2 separate regions of the Sus scrofa genome follow, and region 2 is linked to region 1. The links are chromatin contacts, called in public Hi-C maps. All regions are on one chromosome and are shown on one strand. Each heading gives the region's core, a stretch centred on a gene start, on an enhancer-like site or on the middle of the called end of the contact. The rest is flanking DNA. Distances are from core to core; before and after follow the strand shown.

What was found. A called contact is a pair of places that touch in the nucleus more often than the background predicts.
Region 2: a contact with region 1 is called in a Hi-C map of omental adipose tissue, with 1.9 times the contacts expected there. The contact joins two enhancer-like sites. A contact is called at or near these places in 8 of 47 Hi-C or Micro-C datasets (embryonic fibroblasts, fetal skeletal muscle, heart right ventricle and 5 more).

The regions. Positions count from the first base shown.
Region 1 is chr6:82,356,808-82,360,654 of Sscrofa11.1, forward strand. No RefSeq gene overlaps it. Among named protein-coding and RNA genes, the nearest start is that of CLIC4, 42 kb to the right of the region's middle. Within about 2 kb of position 1,889, at least 17 of the 83 cell types and tissues checked have an H3K27ac peak or open chromatin away from gene starts, as enhancers often do. A contact at or near this core is called in omental adipose tissue, where this site is marked.
Region 2 is chr6:82,830,735-82,834,347 of Sscrofa11.1, forward strand. No RefSeq gene overlaps it. Among named protein-coding and RNA genes, the nearest start is that of SYF2, 11 kb to the right of the region's middle. Within about 2 kb of position 1,802, at least 12 of the 83 cell types and tissues checked have an H3K27ac peak or open chromatin away from gene starts, as enhancers often do. A contact at or near this core is called in omental adipose tissue, where this site is marked.

The sequences.
Region 1 (3,847 bases), core at 639-3,138:
TTTGTTTGTTTGTTTGTTTGTTTGTTCCTGGCATGCGGAAGTTCCTGGGCCAGGAATGGAATCTGCACCATAGCAGTGACAATGACAGATCCTTAACCACTAGGTCACCAGGGAACTGCCCCAGTCTGTGTTTTTATTAGTTCCTATTGTTGTGTAACCAATCACCCTAAATTTTTTTTTTTCTTTTTAGGGCCATACTTGCAGTACATGGAAGTTTCCAGGCTAGGGGTTTGAATGGGAGCTACAGCTGCTGGCCTACGCCACAGCCACAGCCACAGCCACAGCCACGCAGGATCTGAGCCATGTCTGCAACCTACACCACCACTCACGGCAACGCTGAATCTTTAACACGCTGAGCAAGGCCGGGGATCAAACCTGTATCCTCATGGATCCTGAGCCACAACGGGAGCTCTTGAGCTGGGTTTTCTGATCCATGCTAATCAAAGAGCCCTGGTTAGTACACCCAGTACCTCCTGGGATGTGCCTTCATCTTCCTGGCCTCATTCTCCAGACCTGCCTTGTCTGACTGAGTCCCTCTTAAGTGCAGAGGTGAAAACTGGGCTTAGGCTCCAAGAGGGGTCTTTCATCTTATGACAAAGCATGTGGCCCAGGTCCATGACCCACGGTGACGATGCTGTAGGAAAACTGCTCTGTTGATTCATGATCCATCGTATTCATTTTTCCATTGGCTGCTCATGCCAAGACATGACTTTTCCATCCTGGACCTATCCTTAAACATTTGGCAACAATTTCCACGTCTCTCCAGATTGGTCCCCTTTAGAGGGACAAAGAAATCAACCTCATGGCCAAGTGGGAAGAGCTCTGGGTCCACTTCCACTTTGGCCACCTTGCTATGTGACCCTGAGCGGGTCCCTGCTTCCCTCTGGGCCTTGGCGCCCTCCCTTATGAAAGAGAGGTTTGGGCTAACTGCCTGAGCAGGCTTCTAGGATTTTCTTAGTTCCCTCCTGTCCAGAAGAGACATGACATTTCAGGATTAGCTTCACCCAGACCATCCGGGTCTGTGTGGGCCTTCACATCTTAGCATACACGTCATGTCCTTTGCATCTGCATCTCATCTGATCCTCCCAGAAGCCAATGAAGAAACAGGACCAGGCAGACCTGCAGGACAGACGTGGTTTTGCCTCCGGGGCCTGCAATACAAAAGCCCCCATCATTTTTTGAGTATTTTCTCCTCGTTGTGTGCCAAGAACTTCATGGATGTTCCTTTCGTCTCATTCTCACGTCAACCCTGATGGGTGGTTACTATAATTACCCCTGTCCACAGATAAGGACGATGACGCGCGTGGAGGGGGTGAAGTAACTGTCCAAGGGACAGGAAGCAAAAGGGAGCGGTGGAGCTGGGATTCGAACCTGGCTGGAGGGCCTCAGGGACTCCCTGTGTTTTGCACCACACCACACTCCCTCTTGGTATTTAACAGGCGTGCAGGGCTGGGGCTGGAGCTGGGGCGGGGCAAAGCTAGGAAGCCTGAGACTTGGGTTCGCGAACAAACTCTGGATACTCACCTGTTCTGCGGCCAGGGCAAAGCTCGCATCGCTCTGAGCGTCGGTCTCCTTATCCTTACAATGCGGATAGTGATTCTCAGGGAATTTTGAGGCCTGGGGACAACATTTGCTGTGAGGGCCCCTGTGGACGGCCAAGAGCTGCCTAAATGTAAGAGATGCTTGTTTTTCTTCATCCCGGAGCAGGAGCTGGGGTTGGAAGGCCGACCAGGGTGCGCCAAGTGTCCCAGAGTGGCTGTTTTCAACCTTGGCGTGCATGAAAGCCCCTGGGAAGGAAGAGGCAGGGCGGGAGGAAAGGCCAGAGCCCCAGGTTCTTATCTAGAACTTCCCTCCACGGGAAGAGAAACTCCGGACTGCCACCACCAAGTTCCAAGCATTCCAGCCGGCTCAGCGGGAGGAAGCCTGTCATCGCCTGACCTTGCAGCAGCCCTAGAGGGGCCGGGGCGGGGGGGGGGGGGGGTTGGCAGTAATCCTCTCTCCCAGCCTCTGTCCCTGCCCTGCCCTGGTCTCACTGTCCAGGGCATGGCCCGAGGCCCAGCCCCCAGGCCTGTCCTACCAACAGGCCAACCATACCAGGGGGCGGCTTTCGAGAGTGACTGGGACTTGGAATCGGGGCTCCCAGGCTCTGGTTCTGGTTTCCTCTCTGGACCTCAGGGTCTCCTCTGTGAAACAGGGACATCAGTGAAGGTCGCCAGTAAACGGCAGTTCTGGGATGGGACAGATGTGCCTGTCCTGGGGTCAAGCAAGAGCCACCTGCTGCACACGTCACGGAGTGCTCCCTGCTTCTGCTTCCTGGGCTGCCGGAGAAACACACACACATGCTGCCCTCTTGGTTGGCGGTCAACAGCACTCTGGCCCAGGAAGTCCAGGTTCAAGCCATCTTTGTAATTTTGTGTCTGATTCTTCTTGAATTCTTGCTCCCAGTTGGGCTGCAAGGTCCTCAAGGATGAGAGACTGGGTGTTTCTGTGTGCCAAAGGGAGTTAAGGATCTGGTGTTGTCACTGCAGCAGCTCAGGTCACTGCTGTGGCTCGGGTTTAATCCCTGGCCCAGAAACTTCCATATACCGAGGACAAAGAAGGATGAGAGGGAGTTCCCATTGTGGCTCAGGGAATTAAAAACCCAACTAGGCAGTTCCCGTCTTGGTGCAGCAGAAACAATCCAACTAGGAACCATGAGGTTGCGGGTTCAATCCCTGACCTCGCTCAATGGGTTAAGGATCTGGCATTGCTGTGAGCTGTGGTGTAGGTCCCAGAGGTGGCTCGGATCCTGTGTTGCTATAGCTGTGGCATAGGCCAGCAGCTGTAGCTCCAATTAGACCCCTAGCCTGGGAACCTCCATATGCCTCGGGTGCAGCCCTAAAAAGACCAAAAACAAACAAACAAAAAAAACCCCAAAAAACCCCAAAACACCCAACTACTATCCACAAGGATGCAGATTTGATCCCTCGCCTCACTCAGTGGATTAAGGATCTGTCACTGCTGTGAACTGTGGTGTAGGTCACAGACATGCCCTAGATCCCTCGTTGCTGTGGCTGTGGTGCAGGCTGGAAGCTACAGCTCTGATTTGACCCCTAGCCTGGGAATTTCCATATGCTGCTGGTGTGGCCCTAAAAAGAAAAAAAAAAAAATTTTTTTTTAATGTTTTCGGTCTTTTGTCTTTTTAGGGCTGGATCCTTAACCCACTGAGCGAGGCCAGAGATCAAACCCGCAACCTCATAGTTCCTAGTCGGATTCATTTCCGATGTGCCACGACGGGAGCTCCCCAAGAAAGAGAAAAATTAAAAAAAGATCGAGAAACCAGGAGTCTGGGGCCTGTTTACTTCTGTGTTCCCTTCTGAGCCTAATATAGGATCCAGCAGACTGAACTGCAGACCTGTTTACTGACTGCACTGCTGGGCCATCCTTGAGTCCTTTGATGAGCTGTCACTCCACTCCCAGTGCCAGTTGGAAAGTGTTCTGGCCACACAGGGGGAATCTTACCTTCTGCCCACGGCTCCACCCCGCTCAGACGGTGTGACTTAACACAGGGCCCTTCCTCTCTCCCAGGTGGGCACCAAAGCGCCAAGTGAAGGGAGCAGTGGAGATTCCTGGCTGGTGGGGCTCGGCCAAGGGCATGAGCTGGTACTCCAGCCTTCGCCCCACCCCCGGAGCCGCTCTGTCCTTTTTTTTTTTCCCCCTGCACCCACAGCATGTGGAAGTTCCTAGGCCAGGGATGGAAACCATGCCACAGCAGTGACCAGAGCCCCTGCAGTGACAATGCCAAATCCATAACCCACGGCAACACCAGGGAACTCTCGTCCTTCATTTTTAACTTTTACACATTGGG
Region 2 (3,613 bases), core at 552-3,051, 470 kb after region 1:
TCATTTCATATGTCTGGCAAAAAAAAAAAAAAAAATCAGGAGTTCCTGTTGTGGCTCAGTGGGTTAAGAACGTGACTAGGATCCATGAGGATGTGGGTTTGATCCCTGGCCTCACTCAGTGGGTTAAAGGATCTGGCATTGCCATGAGCAGCAGTATAGATTGCAAACATGGCTTGGATCTGGTGTTGCTGTGGCTGTGGTGTAGGCCAGCAGCTGCAGCTCAAATTTGATCCCTAGCCTGGGAACTTCCATATGCTACATGCGCAGCCCTAAAAAGACCAAAAAAAAAAAAAAATTAGGAGTTCCTAATATGGTGCAGCAGGTTAAGGATCAGCACTGTCTCTGCAGTAGCTTGGGTCACTGCTGAGGTAAGGGTTGGATTCCTGGCCCAGCACAGGTGGTCATAGCTGCAGCTCAGATTTGGTCCCTGGCCTAGGAACTTCTATATGCCATGGAGCAGCAAAAAAAAAAAAAAAGGAATTTCAGAAAAGCACTCAGAGCTGGACCAGCAGCATGGAGCAGACTCTCCCTCAGCCCTCTGAAGGTACCAACCCTGCCACTGCCTTGATCTCAGACATCCAGGCTCCAGAACTGTGAGCCAATAAGGGTCTGTGGTGTGAGCCACCCTGTTTGTGGTACCTCAGTCCAGACCCCTGGATGCAGGACCCACAGCTATGGAGGGCAAACTCTGGGACTTGAGCATCCTTGGATTTTGGCATCATGGAGGGTCCTAGAACCATCCCCTCCAGACATGGAGGGATGACTGTACTTTATCACAGCAGCCCTGGGAAACTAACCCACCTCCTCTTGATGGAAGACCATGGACGGTAAGAAGAGAAGGCAGAATGGAGTAGGTAGGGTAGTTTCTTTGGCCACTGCAACTTGCCACAGCCCATCCTCTGGCCTCCCTAGGCCCCCTCTGCAGAACCACCAAGTCTCATCCCATGACAGCACAAGATTAAAGACCAGAATCTCATCTAAATCAGATGGAGAAGAGGCTTCTGGAGCACAGTCAATGAGCACAGCTTCTCTGGATCTGAAGAGCCGTCAATTAAAGAAACCAGTTATCTACCTGCCCCCAGGAGCCATAGGCAATGAGAAGACTGGTCATGGAATTCTTCTCCTTTTCATTCTCCTCATTCTCCTCAAGAGCCTGAAACCATCTTCTCTAAAACTAGGTCAAAGATCTCTCTCAATTGTGTTCCTCCCTCCTTATAGAAGACCTCAAAGCTGGAAAGGGATTTAAAGTTTAAACCAACCTCACACACAACCTGGGCAAATCTCACTCTAGACACGGTGTTGAGTGAGGAAAGTCAGACTCCGGAGACTAGATCCTATATGATTCCATTTATGAAAAGCTCAAAACTGGCAAACTAATCGGTGGGAGAGGTCAGTTATGGCGTGAGGTCATGAGGGACCCCCTAGACTTGACCTGGTTGATGGTTGCACAAGCTTACATATATGTAAAAATTCATGTTAAAAGTATGCACTTCATGTAAGTTATACCTCAGTTTTTTAAAAAGAGGTTTAAGTCAGTACTGTGGTTCCCACACAAGGACTTCATCAACCAATAAAATTCCATACTTCCTTCCCCACCTCCCAAGTAGAAGAAGTAATTTTCTAGAGTGACTCTGGATTAATGCCACAACTAGGAAAAAATCTAATGCTTGCTTCTTGGGTTAAAAAAAAAAAAAAAGACTGATTTTGAAGCTATGCTCCCAATATCCCACAAGGGGGCGCTAAGTAGTTGCCGAGATCACTCCAAAGGGCTGTTTCATTGTCGCTGCTTTCCTTCCCCACCCCTATTCTGCTTTCAGGCTCTGTCCCTGCTCACACTGGCCTCTAAGCAAGAGGTGAGGGCTAGACCGGTCCTATCTGAGGGCTTCTATTATATCAAGAAGTATGGGGAGTTCCCTTCGTGGCTCAGCAGTTAACGAATCTGACTAGGATCCATGAGGAGGCGTGTTCTATCCCTGGCCTCACCCAGTGGGTGGGGGATCCTGCTTTGCCATGACCTGAGGTGGGGGCCGCAGATGCGGCTTGGATCTCGAGTTGCTGTGGCTGTGGCGTAGGCCAGCGGCTGTAGCTCCCATTCCACCCCTAGCCTGGGAAACTCCATATGCCACAGGTGCAGCACTAAAACGCAAAGGGGGGGTGGGTGTGAGAAATGCCAAAGCAAGATTTTGTCAAAATTGTGGTATATTTTAGATGTTTTCCATATATGGGGTGAATGATAACCCATGTACGGAAGATGCCATACATTGTAGAGCATACTTTTTGAGATTGTTGAGTATTTTCTGCATCTTTCCCCAGGGGGCCATTTCCAGCTGAAGAAACACAAGCCTGCCCTTCTGAACATACCCCCCCCACACACACACACACATGTACACACACATACACATACAGGTTTCAGCCAGGTGAGATGTGGTCAGTATCTCCTAGTTTCTTGTGGTCCCTCCAGCCTGTCAAGCTCCCAAAAGCCTGCAAATTTCCAAACAAAAATGCCACAACCTCATCCACAGGGGCAAGACTGGATCCAAAGCTCAACTATTCATACATGATTTTTATAGAGAAGGGGGGTTTGTTTGTTTTGTAATGATTTGACAATAAGTGCTGGTTCTTTTGTAGCAAAAAGCCAGGTGGGACCTCAGATCCCTGGATTTGGCAAGTAGTTGCCATTTGTCTGCAGCTGGACTTTGAGTCTGACTGCCTTGGATTGAAGAAGCAGCCCAGGGAGAGTGCAAGGTTAATCCTGCATAACCGGTGAGCTTAAGAGAGCCCAGGAGGAGGAAGGTCAGTGTGGCAGAGCACCACTCAGTGCTGAAGGAGAAGGGGCCTGGGGAATGGGGGCTGCAAAGCTCCTGGGCTTCCTATCTCTTCAAAGCGTCAGACTGGCAAAAAAAGAGGAAGTCTCTGCTGGTCCTTAAAAAAAAAAAAAGAAAAAAAAAAGACTTTGGGGGCAGGGAACAAGTCACATGAAAATCCTACCTCCCTTGGAGATTTCTGAGTGTTCAGTTTGGCATTATCTTGAATTGGAGGTGAGGAAAGAGAACAGACAACATATAAGAAATGTATGAGGATGGTACTTCATTCATTTTGTTATCTTATTATAATTCACACGGTCCCCACCCCACTATAAACTAGACATGTCTAAGCGCGTTACACTCATCCAGTTCTCCCAACGATGCTCCAAGGAAAGCATCAATAATGATTTTAGAGCTGGGGAAACTGAAGTGCAAAGCAGGTGGCTGACATTATGGACAGAGTTGTGTCCTCCCAGATTCATAGGCTGAAACCCTAACCCCCAGTATGCCTAGATTTGGAGATGTGGCCTTTAAGGAGGTCACAAATGTTAATGAGGTCATAGGGGTGGGGCCCTAATCCAATAGTACTAGTGTCCTTATATGAAGAGGAAGAGATGCTAAGAATACACATGCACAGAGAAAAGGTCACGTTAGGACAGCAAGAAAGTCACCATCTACATACAAGCCAAGGAGAGAATCTGGAAATTGACCCTGCCACACCTTGAGCTTGGACTTCCAGCCTCCAGAACTGTGAACAAAGACACATCTGCAGTTTAAGCCATCCAGTATTGTGTTGTGGCGATCCTGGC